Regions from separate parts of the Mus musculus genome. Here all the other regions are linked to region 4. A link is a contact called in public Hi-C and HiChIP or PLAC-seq data. All regions are on one chromosome and are shown on one strand. Each heading gives the region's core, a stretch centred on a gene start, on an enhancer-like site or on the middle of the called end of the contact. The rest is flanking DNA. Distances are from core to core; before and after follow the strand shown.

Evidence for each region. A called contact is a pair of places that touch in the nucleus more often than the background predicts. HiChIP or PLAC-seq counts read pairs in DNA pulled down with a chosen protein or histone mark.
Region 1: a contact with region 4 is called in a Hi-C map of DN3 thymocytes, with 2.7 times the contacts expected there. The contact joins the enhancer-like site here to the promoter of Lmo4 in region 4. A contact is called at or near these places in 10 of 39 promoter capture datasets (the 3T3-L1 cell line, the C10 cell line, cranial neural crest and 5 more), 1 of 15 datasets of contacts at CTCF or cohesin (large pre-B cells), 5 of 484 Hi-C or Micro-C datasets (B cells, DN3 thymocytes, the HPC-5 cell line and 2 more), 11 of 115 datasets of contacts at active chromatin or transcription factors (bone marrow-derived dendritic cells, bone marrow-derived macrophages, craniofacial prominence and 8 more) and 2 of 9 other capture datasets (liver and macrophages).
Region 2: a contact with region 4 is called in an H3K4me3 HiChIP or PLAC-seq map of bone marrow-derived macrophages, with 6 times the contacts expected there. The contact joins the enhancer-like site here to the promoter of Lmo4 in region 4. A contact is called at or near these places in 9 of 39 promoter capture datasets (the 3T3-L1 cell line, the C10 cell line, hippocampal neurons and 3 more), 2 of 15 datasets of contacts at CTCF or cohesin (large pre-B cells and pro-B cells), 9 of 484 Hi-C or Micro-C datasets (B cells, bone marrow-derived macrophages, centroblasts and 4 more), 16 of 115 datasets of contacts at active chromatin or transcription factors (the NIH/3T3 cell line, bone marrow-derived macrophages, cardiomyocytes and 12 more) and 2 of 9 other capture datasets (liver and macrophages).
Region 3: a contact with region 4 is called in an H3K27ac HiChIP or PLAC-seq map of heart atrium, with 10 times the contacts expected there. The contact joins the enhancer-like site here to the promoter of Lmo4 in region 4. A contact is called at or near these places in 10 of 39 promoter capture datasets (the 3T3-L1 cell line, 3T3-L1-derived adipocytes, the C10 cell line and 7 more), 2 of 15 datasets of contacts at CTCF or cohesin (large pre-B cells and pro-B cells), 8 of 484 Hi-C or Micro-C datasets (B cells, bone marrow-derived macrophages, centroblasts and 5 more), 14 of 115 datasets of contacts at active chromatin or transcription factors (bone marrow-derived macrophages, cardiomyocytes, craniofacial prominence and 11 more) and 4 of 9 other capture datasets (adipose tissue, liver, macrophages and 1 more).

Annotation. Positions count from the first base shown.
Region 1 is chr3:143,682,261-143,684,960 of GRCm38.p6, forward strand. All of the region lies in intron 1 of Gm6260 (predicted gene 6260), which reads right to left. Among named protein-coding and RNA genes, the nearest start is that of Gm24728, 8.7 kb to the left of the region's middle. Within about 2 kb of position 1,376, at least 7 of the 459 cell types and tissues checked have an H3K27ac peak or open chromatin away from gene starts, as enhancers often do. A contact at or near this core is called in DN3 thymocytes, where this site is marked.
Region 2 is chr3:143,650,181-143,652,880 of GRCm38.p6, forward strand. All of the region lies in intron 2 of Gm33809 (a long non-coding RNA gene), which reads left to right. Among named protein-coding and RNA genes, the nearest start is that of Gm33809, 5.7 kb to the left of the region's middle. Within about 2 kb of position 1,416, at least 13 of the 459 cell types and tissues checked have an H3K27ac peak or open chromatin away from gene starts, as enhancers often do. A contact at or near this core is called in bone marrow-derived macrophages and macrophages, where this site is marked.
Region 3 is chr3:143,630,030-143,632,729 of GRCm38.p6, forward strand. Gm33758 (a long non-coding RNA gene) reads left to right here. Exons shown (of 5, transcript XR_376151.4): 5 at 1,282-1,567. Among named protein-coding and RNA genes, the nearest start is that of Gm33809, 14 kb to the right of the region's middle. Within about 2 kb of position 1,377, at least 19 of the 459 cell types and tissues checked have an H3K27ac peak or open chromatin away from gene starts, as enhancers often do. A contact at or near this core is called in heart atrium, where this site is marked.
Region 4 is chr3:144,203,878-144,206,577 of GRCm38.p6, forward strand. Lmo4 (LIM domain only 4) reads right to left here and starts at 1,378. Exons shown (of 5, transcript NM_010723.3): 1 at 943-1,378.

The DNA of each region.
Region 1 (2,700 bases), core at 126-2,625, 520 kb before region 4:
ACTTGCTATTTTTCTATTCTTGCCATCTTTGTTCCTTCATTACTCTTTTCCTGACTCCTTATGAATTAATGGACTATATTTAGCATCCGTTTTACCTTGCTGTTTACTTATTAGCAACATGCTTCTTCGTTAAGTTTTGAGTGGTTGTGCTAATAGTTTATAAATGTGGATTTGTTGCCTTTGGTGGTACTTGATTTTCACTTGCTTGCTCATTGTTTTTGTTTTATTTTGTTTTGAGACAGACTCTCACTGGATTGCTTGTTCTCTTGTTAAATAATAAGCCTGGGTTGCTTGGCACTCTCTGTGCAGCTAGGGCTAGCCTTCAGTATTGCATCCTCCAGCCTCATCTGCCCAAGTGTTGAAATTATAGACATATATCATCATAAGCAAGCTGTAAATTCATTTCTACCTATTACTGTTGCTCCCTCACTCAGAATGACTGCATCTGTCTGCTCAGGTTTTGGAATAGAGGCTAAAGAAGTTTCTAGGGTAGAAAACTGGTGGCTTGAATGAAAATGGCGCCCATCAGCCCACAGGGCATGTGCTATTAGGAGGTGTGGCCTTGATGGGGGAAGTATGCCACTAGCAGTTAGGCTTTGAGGAGACAGAAGCTCAAGCCAAGCCTAGTGGCTCCCTTTCTTCTTGCTGCCTGCTAATCCGGATGTGGAATACTCAGCTCTTTCTCCAGTACCATGTCTGCCTGCATGCCTCCATGTTTCCCACCATGACCATAATGGACTAAACCTCTGAACTATAATTCAGCCCCAATTAAATAGGTTCCCTTATAGGAGTTGCCATGGTCATAGTGTCTCTAACAAAGAAAAGAACATTTGGCCCCTGTACTACAAAGTCTCATGCCTACAAAGTAGAAATCACCCTGGTCTTCCGGCATACAATAAACAGTTTAAAATATCATAATGTAAACTGCATACTGCCTTTGCATTTGTTGATTATATATTAAAGAATTTAATATGTAAGACAGTCTGTATGTTTTCCCACACACATATGTTTTAGAATTCTTGTTTCTTTCTGGGGTCTTGATTGCATGCCTGTTTTCTGCATGTGTATTATGCTGAGGACCACACTCAGGGCCCCCTGCATGCTAAGTAAGCCCTCCGCCTTCATCCTACCTTCTCATGAGATGTCATGGCCGTTTCAGATCATAAACCATGTCTGTGGACTGTTTCAATTGACTATTTACTAAAGCGTCTGTTTAGTACATTGTTTTCATCTGTAGGAAAGCCACAGTGTGTTTTTTCCCTCCTAGTGTCTCGTTCTAGTCTGTTTTCCTGCACGTCATTTATACACTAAATGTGTTATCTCCATATCCTACCTACAGCCTCTGCCATCTTTGTCATCTGTTTCTATTGTCTCATGTTTCTCCTGATCACATCTGTCCTGTGCAGCTGTAGCATATCTCTAGATCTTTACTCATCAGATCTCAGAACCCATTAACTGTCTTAGCTTCTTTTGAACTCCAGGGCCCTCCAAAATTCTCAGATCTTGGTATACTAAATCATACTGTTGGCATTCCATGTTCTCAATATGACAGATTACAGACTAAGGTACCCCTAACCACCATAATCAATGGAATCAACCCCCATAATAAATGTTCTCTTATATATTTATTTATATCCCATTCTTTCTCTATAGAAGCTCTGATTAAAACACCTATGGAACATGTCTAAAGTATTGTTAGAACAAACATCACTATTGTAATACCTCGGTCTTCCTTGTAGGGCAACATTGCTCCCAAGTCATAACTACAAAGTCCTCACCTATTGCTCTTATGACAAAAATCATTTCATTGCCTTTGTGGAGTTTGGAAACTGTTCAAATTACTGCTTTCTATTTGCTATATTTGTTTAACATTACACATACTTGTCCTAAATGGTTTTGAGATACTTTTGTATGGTTTCTATTTCCCCTCTGATGTCATAATAATTCTATAGTACTATCTATTAGCTATTTCTGGAACCATATTTATTTGTGTATCACGAGTTTTCTTTCTCTTTACAATATATTCATATGTAGTTAATATGGTAACAGTTTTTCCCTGTTGTTGTCTACTACTTCTACAATCTCTTAGTCTCTTTGAATTGACTTTTCTGGATGTGTGTCAGAACTCCTGCTGTCTCAGCAGCCATTAATTTTAACTACATCTTCTGAAATCTGAGGGCTCAGGGGTCATCTCAGTGAGAATCCTTATACACATGGCTTTGACTTTGACTTCAGCGAAAATCCAGGGAAGACTATAATGTTCTTCTTCCCCCTTCTCTATCTGTCTCTGTCTCTCTCTGTCTCCCTCTGTTTCTGTCTCTATGACTCTCTGTCTATCTTTGTCTCTTTGTCTCTTGTCTCTCTCTGTCTCTGAGTGTGTGTGTGTGTGTGTGTGTGTGTGTGTGTGTGTGTGTGTGTGTGTTTGTCTCAGCTCCTCTTCGCAACTATCTCAGCTCTGTCCTGCCTGCCTTCCAAACGCTGAAAATAGTTATTTCATATATTCTGTCAAACCTTGTACTTGTTCTGATGGAAGTTTACTAACTGTGCTCTTTTACTGTGGCAAGAAGCAGATGACAAGCTGCTAAAATATTAGAGTTGTTAGCTATATGGTATTAACAAGTCAATTATTAGATAATAAAGTAAATTATGTGTGCTAGGAATTTCACTAAACATTTAAAGGACAAGGAAGCCTATGCTGAA
Region 2 (2,700 bases), core at 166-2,665, 550 kb before region 4:
GGCCTGCTTCCCAGGTCACCCTTCCAAGAGCACAGCACTCATCATGCCAAAAGAGAGAGGAGAACAGTGCAAATGTTCAGACAAGAACAGGGGCATTCCTGAGAATGGAATGCAGAGAAAGCAGCAGTTGCCACGTCCTTCGGATGAGAGGAATGAGGAAGAGAATCACAGCGAAAACAAGGAAGAAACCTAGTCCAGACACCGGGTGAAAGTAAAAAAGACACTGGTAAAGGTCCTTGGGAAAGATGCTGAGTCTGTAGGCTCTGTTGGAACAATGTTATGAGAACTGAGGAAGAAAGGACAGGATATATTAGTAGAGAGGAAAGAGTACAGAATGACAAAGGGACTGAAGGCTATGCAGAAGGTCACTGGGGGAATGTGCAGACTACAAAGACTAAATGGAAAGAGGCAGAAAATAAGCTGAAAAGAAAGACAGAATGTAGCTGGCATTTGTCACTATTGGTTCCCCTTTGGGGGAGGCAATTTGCATCTGGTTTATTTGGTGGGAACTATTGCACTCCTTTCTGCTAGCTTGGAGTCAGACTGAGTGGCAAGGACAGCAACTGTGTTTGAAGTCCTTGTGCTTTCAGATTTATTCCTACATGGAACAGTCAAGGACCTACTAGGCTCCAATATTCTGGAAGAACTAAGTCTGCTTTGCCCAGTCTGGTTCTACAACCATTACCTCAACATATTGGCAGTACATATCTTTTCAATAGATTTCATATTGGTTATCCAAACTAGAAAAACTGTGAGTGAATTGAAGTTGGAGCTTCATAGCTTAGTTAGTGGAAAGCAGGGTCCTAGTTTTCAAGGGAAAGTTGGGATTTTCTTCAATGCAAGTGAAGGACTCAGGTAGTGTGAATGAATGGTTAAGTCATTTATATCAAAATATCTGGCCATTCTGACTAAGCAGCTCATAAGGAGCTGGAATTCCCTATAGAAGTCAGTATGTTTAATAAGCAGACTTCAAAAGCTAAGGGTAAGGTAGATGCTTCCCTTTTTATTCTATTTCTGTTAAAGTAAATATAGGCTGTCCAATGACTTCATTCTGTTTATTAATAGATATTTGGTTTATAGCACTATCTATTCTTTATCTACTATTGAAAGTGAGGTAGTAGTCATTACTTACATTAAAATGTTCATGGATGTAGACTAAGAGGGTGTATAATTTCTACATGATTTTCACATAATCTTAAATGTTCTGTGGGTGAGTATTAAGGGAAAATCTTTCTAGAACTACTTAAGTGAGAATAAACTTGATCATTCATCCTGAAAATACATACTGACTATGATCCTTAGGGTCAACTTAACAAAGGAATGAGTTTTGTATTTTAAAGGGGGAAGAGAAAGTGGTAATACATTTAGCTTTTGACTTAGTCACTCATGGGTTGTTTGTGATGGTAATTAATGGAGGGTGTTATTCAGACACATATGACAATGACTCATTCCATCAAAAGTTCCTCAAAGGTCTGCCTGCAGCAAAACAATGGTGCACTGTGTTTTGGTTTGTAATTATTCTGACGATTCTAAGATTTGTATTCCATTATTAAAATTTGTTCCGCCTCTTAAAAAGGTGACTATTACATTAATCTGAAAAGACCAGGGTCCCCTATGAAGACTGAGTACAGCTGTGTCCATGTCTTGGTGCTTTCTTTGTGTTAGTTGGAGGGCCACGGATAAAAATGAGCACTTTGTGCCCTTATGGCTTTATTAGCTATTATACTCTGAGAACAACAACCCTGGATGTTTTGAAATTTACAGTTTCCTGGGGCCATTTTCACAAACAGTTTTGACATAGCACAGAATACTTGATCAACTGTCACCCAAGGCGATTTGAAGGAAATACAGGAAAGGGAAGGTCTATTTGACTGTTGACACTGCAAGTTCTTTCCGTTTTCCACAGTAAAGAAAAATCAATACTCCCTTTCCGGAGAAGACCTATAGAATACTCAGGAAAACATTCAAGTCTGCATCATTGAGAACTCTGGACATAGTCACAGGGACACCGAGACGCGCTGGCAGCCCTTTGCAGCTTTCTAGAGGACAACTTAAGTGAGAACTGTAATTGTATGGTCATAGATATCACATCTGACATGATATCCAAGAGAAATGAATTTGGAAACCTACAAGGACTCAATTAGTGAAGCAAGAATGACAAAGTGGTGTTCCAGAGGTCCTTGTTACATGACCTTTCGACAGCTGTACCGGTGTGATGTCAAGGCAGTTACCTAACCATATTCTCTCTCAGCCCTCTCATGTTTAAACAGAGCCAAGATTACCTGCTTCCTAAAATTAACTAATTTCCTTATAAAACGCATGATGAAATTCTTGACTTTTGCTAGAAGTAGCATCGATGCACTGCCCATTCTCCTCTTGTTAGTGCCTTGTATGATCTACTCCCCAGAGAAGGGGATGCCTTGGAGAGAAAGTGAAATTCTTTTTATCAAGAGTAGAAATTTAAAAAGTTGTCAACTATAAAGTATCTACTTTACGCTGGTTTCCCAAATGCATTATTTCTATATTGCGTGATTATGTGACATAAATCTTACCTCTATGTTGCAGATGAAGAAATTAGGGCCCAGAGAGGGTAGATGAGTCCATAATGAGAGAGTTAGTAAGTGAAGCTGAAAGCAACTCTGAGCCAGACTCCAAACACTTTATTCTTTCTACTTCTCGCTACATATTGGTCAGGAGATT
Region 3 (2,700 bases), core at 127-2,626, 570 kb before region 4:
TTGCTTAGGGGGGTTTTTGTTTGTCTGTTTTGTTTGCTTGTCTGCTAACTTTCAATACTATCTTCCTACCTTATACTGGCAAAGCCTTGAGCCCAAATTGATTGCTCTGGCTGCTGACATCTGCTTCCCATCTCACTTTGGAGTCTGCAGTGAGATCCCAGTGGAATGATCCAGCTTGGAGGCTTTGCTGCATTCTAGCCACTGTACAAATATAGCTGTAAATGCAAGTTGGAAAAAAAAGTAAATGCGGGGAATATGATACTTTTAATTGTACTGTACTGTACTGTCTTCATTGCACATACAGCTTTTTGTGATCTCTGAACAGTTTTGTTGTGAGAAGGATCCTAGGAATTAAAGCAGAAAGCATGGGGCTCAGTTTTGAAGTTAGTTCAAGTTGGTTATTAACAGAGACTTTTGACCAGTGTGAAAAGTTAGCCTTTCCATGCATGGCTACATTCCTCAAAGTCTTATACATGAAGGTATAAGGAACGTATAAGTTGAGGAACTTATACTTGAAGGCCTTGGCTCCCATCAGTAGGTGAGTTCCTGCTTTCAGAAAGCAGAGCAAAGACAAAGGCTATCAGCACACTGGTGGGTGGGAGCGGCTCTGAAAGGTGGGGGATTTTGGCAATCCGCCTATTACATCAATTATATAACCTCCCCTTCCCTACCTCCTACCTTCTCTACTCCCCACGGGGTGCCTAAGAAAACAATCACGTTATATTAACTTCGCTTTATGGAAAAACTCAGCTACCATATTTAACACACTGGTTATGGGTTCATTAAAAACTGCCTTAAAAAGTTGGCCCTGATGCTAAGCAATAAGAGGAGGAAGAAGCAAATTGTATTGAAAACTCAGGAATTTCCAGCTGTTAGAATGAAACACCCCAAGGGCTGCGGAGATGGAATGTCTGAAGAATAGAAAGAAAGTGCTGACAGCGACCATTTCTGACTGCACCCACAGTTAGTAGACATGCAGGTGATGCTGGTGAGCTAAAGCTTCCTTCTCAGTCGGGGGACAGACACTGCAACTGTAGGAATAATGGGTGCATAAAGAGACCCCAGCAAGAGTGTAAGTGAAAGGGATGGAGCGTTCCTAAAGACATGAATATCAAAGGCGGATGCAGGGATAGGACACAGTCAATCAGCTTAGCTGGTGATGGCAAGATCCCGCTGAGATAAAAAATATGAGGCAAAATAGGAGACAAATCTGATAAAACGTTTATTTTTAAACTGCTGTGCTTGGGACGGCATGGTTTAGTGTTTGGGCTCTCTCCACAGCTCAGCTTCAAACAGCTGTGGCTCTCGGTGCCTCTCCCTGCTCTGGAAGGCTGCTCCTCAAAGACAGGGCGGACATTTTTGGCATGGTACGGGTGCAGAAGTTTGCCTTGGCACCTCTGCGTTGAAACGGGACTCTGGATAAACAAAGTTCAGCCCTTCCCAGTCCCGCCAGACCTTCAAGCTCCACAAATACGAGTATTCAACCCCCTGCCCTCCCCACTGAAAAGGAAAATGTAACTGCCTAAGATTGTTTCCCTTAAATAAACACCAAACATGTTCAAAAAAAGCTGCTCACCATTCTGATATTAAACCCAGTAATTACTCTGGGAACCTACGCCTATAAATTCTCTTATTTGGGAAGGTAAAAAATGTGGAGAGGGAGAATCTCAGTTCAAAACAGAAGAAAATGTAAAAATGTGTCCTCTCTGCCCATGGGTAGAGTACTCTGCTTTGAATGCTCTTCAGCACAATACAAAGCTCACTCTACTGCAGGGAAAATCATTACACCCCACTGTTTTTACAAGGTACCTACCTTTCATATTCAGGAAGCCTGGCTGAGGGCAGACGCATTGGAGGTAGAAGGAAATCGATGCCCTCCAATGTGTTAGAGTTTATTGTCTGTGTCTGGGAATGCATGTTTCCCCCAGATTTCTGAGGAGATGGAATCTTTGAAAGTAGAAGCCAGGGCTGTGGCATCCTGTTGGAAGAGAAGTCCCTTCACGAGTCTAAGCAGAATGTTCTGCCTTCAGAGTAGACTCAGTGTCTGCTTGTCTCTTCGGGTGGCCTCTGTCCCACTAATTGAAATAATATAACTCAGTTCTCCACCCCTCTCTGTCTACAGTAACTCTCCTCCTGTGGTCACTCAGGGCAGAACCAGGATAATAGTAACTTACAGTGTGTGTGCAAACAGTGATGTGTGTGTGTGTGTGTGTGTGTGTGTGTGTTTATGCATTTGTGAGTGTCCATGATCACACAAGGGTGTGAGCATGCACGTGCCCATGGAGGTAGACCGTCAATTCTAGATGTCATCCCACAGCACACAGTTCCCTGGGGTCTCTCACTGGCCTGGACCTCTGATTCAGCTAAGCTGGTGGTCCCGTGACCTTCGCCTGTTTCCATCCTCTCAGATCTGAGGTTACAAGAGCATGCCATCACACCCAACTGAACTTCCAGTAAGTTCTAGATCTCAACCTCAGGTTCTCGGGCTTACCCAGCAACAAAGTAAGCAGCTTACCTTCTGGGTCATTTCCTCAGCCCTGCCTTCCCCCCAAAATAATCTTTTTTGTTGTTCTTTTGTATCCACCTCTCCATCTTAACTTTGCCTCTTGCTACAAGCAGCATTGATTCATTAGTAACCAAAAAATACTGTGGGTTTGCATGTACAGTTAAAAACAGCTTAGTATAAAAAATAGTTTAGAA
Region 4 (2,700 bases), core at 128-2,627:
TGTATATTTTTTTTGAAAAGGAAACATTACACTGAGAAAAGCATCCAGTAACCCCATTAGCTAAAGCTCTTAAGGACAAGCAATACCTTAATGCTGATTAAATCTAAAAGAGATGAATCAAGAGGACTGACCAGAAAGTGACTCCCCTGATAACTAAGGACGGGCCCTCATCAAGTTTCATTTAGAGTTGGAAAAAAAAAAAAAGAAAGCTTTTAAGTTAAATAGGCTTATACTCTAGTAATTACATAGCCAAGCAATTTAGGTCCTGGGATAGTCAGTGAAATAGAAAGCAGAGCTGGCAGCTAGAGGCAAAATCTGCCCCCCTTTAACAACGTCTCTGGTGTTTTTTAATGGAGACCAAGGGAGGGACAAACGTAGCGCTGGCCATTTGTAGTACAAAAATGGATGCTTAATTCATGTCTTGATTTTAATTAGGTGATTCACCGGATTTCTCCTGGATTGGAACAAAAGACTTATAAGCCAAGAGGAATTCTTTTTAAAAGAATCAGCAATGCCAGCTCCTGGTCACTTAGAGCTTTTCGTTCCCTGTTTCAAACAGTGTTGGGGGGGGGGTCTTGACTATCGCCCCCACCCACGCACACACCACTTCTCATCTGAGCAGCCCCTGCCTTTCCTTTAGGAACTGGAACTGCCCCCAGCCCTCTCCAGGGTCCCCACCAGCCCCGTCTCCAAGAAGAACCCTTTTGTAAGCAAGGAACCGCTACAAAGCTGGCGGCCCGGGGCTGCCCTCCTTGCTAGCTCGCAGGCCGGCCTCCGGTAGTTTCAGACTCACGCATTATCTAAGGCGACGTATTGTTTACTTGCAATTTGGGACGGTCAAGGGAAGGAAGCCAAAGAAAACAGCCCCGGCCCCGATCAGTTCCCCCCTCCCTCTCTCCCTCGTCCCCTCCGGGCCCGCGGCGTCCCCAGCCACCCCCTTACCTGCTTCTCCCCTATATTGCAACACTGCGAGAGGCGGCGGCGGCGGCGAAATGCGAGCGGAGCCGCTCGGCTTCCAGGGCAGGGGCGCTGGGGCTGGCGGAGCTGGAGGGAGGGAGGGAGTTCTCGCAGAAGCAGGAAAGGGGAGGAGGGGGCTAAGGGCTGCTTTTTTTTTTTTTTTTTTTTTTAATCGCGTGGCTCTGGGGCGGGTAGAGGGAGCCCCACGCTAAGTGGCAGGCGGCCCGGCGAAGAAGTGTCAAGTCTCAGCCCGAGGGTCCCGGTCCTCAGCCCCCGGCTGCGCGCGAGCAGCTGCAGGCTCCCTCGGCCGGGCCCGCGCGGCGCAGCAGCAGCCACTGCTGCAATCGCGGCTGCAAGTTTGGCAATGTGGCTTCACTTTGTACGCGCCCCCGCCCCCGCCGCGCCCGCGCTCCTCCTCCTCCGCCGCCGCCTTCCTCCCGCCCGCCCGCCCGCTCGGGGCCGCCGGCGGCTCGGCCGAGCTCCCCCCTCCCGCGACCTGCGGCCCGGGAGCGGCGGTGCAGGCTCGGTCCCGCGGCCGGTACGAGGACGCACGGAGTGGGGAGCTGCGGGCCGGCCGGGAGCGCTGGACCGATCGGCTGCCCCGCTGCTGCTGCCCGGCTCGGAGGAGGCGGCGGCGCGGGCCTCTAGCCGGCTCGCTCGCTCCTTCGGCGGCGCTTACACATGTGTTACTGACAGAGCAGAATCCCAACTACTCCCCGGCTCTGCCGCCGACGTCAGCGACCCTCAGCCACTGGGCGGCCGGATTGTTCAGGCGGAATAATAAAACCTGCCAATCCGGGGAAGGACAAAGGGTGACTGAAACGAGACTCGGGGGGCGGGGAGCGAGGCGGGCGGCTGAGCCGGCCGGGCCCGGGAAGGCGGGGGGGGCCCGGGGTCGGGGCACGAGAAGGGACCCGGGTGGCGCGGGGGACGCGGCCAGCGAGCGCGTGCCCAGGCTCAGGACCACACCTGCCTGCCCAGCGCGCGAGGACGCGTGGAGCCCGCCCCCGCAGGGCCTCGGGGATCGCCTTCCCTGGCTCAGAGAACAGACCCTCGGGAAACTTACTTTCCCAGAAATGGGTCTCTTCCTGTTAGGGTAGAGGATTCATTCTGCCGGAGGGAGGTGCAAAAGCGGGTGTTTTGTTTAATTCTTCGGGTTGCAGATTTCAAAACCTTAAGCAAAGTGGGAAGTAGTTCCTACCTAAGTACTGCCAGCTTAACCCCATCTTGCTCCCATTAACCCCAGTGTAAACTGGAAGGAGGAGGCATTTCATAGATGCTTGTCAGTTGCTGGTGAATGCAAATCACACCCTGGTTTTCAGAGATGAAGGAAACTTTATGGGCAAAGCTTTTTGCTCACCATTCTGCTTCAGTGTAGAGGGTGTGATGCTAGCTCCCTCGTAGCCCCCTAAAGCGATGCGAGCATTTGCCAGACCTGCTGCTAGCTCACGACCCTGAAAAAAGACTAGTCGTTTCTTGTACAAACCAAGATTTGAGGAATGCTAGCTAGCTTCAGAGCCTCTTTCCAGGGCCAGAGCTCAGCCTGGATCCTTGAACATCAAGTTATTCAACTTTACTCTGCCAAATAGGTTTAATAAATCTCCGATCTGAGGTTAATACTAGGGTTGATTATTAATAGTAAGTTCCAGAGAGATTTTTCTGTTGGAAATTATCATGGAAGTGCAAAGCTGTACTGCTAAGTATCATTAACTAAAACCAGTCTTGTGGGAGAAGCTTGGAAGA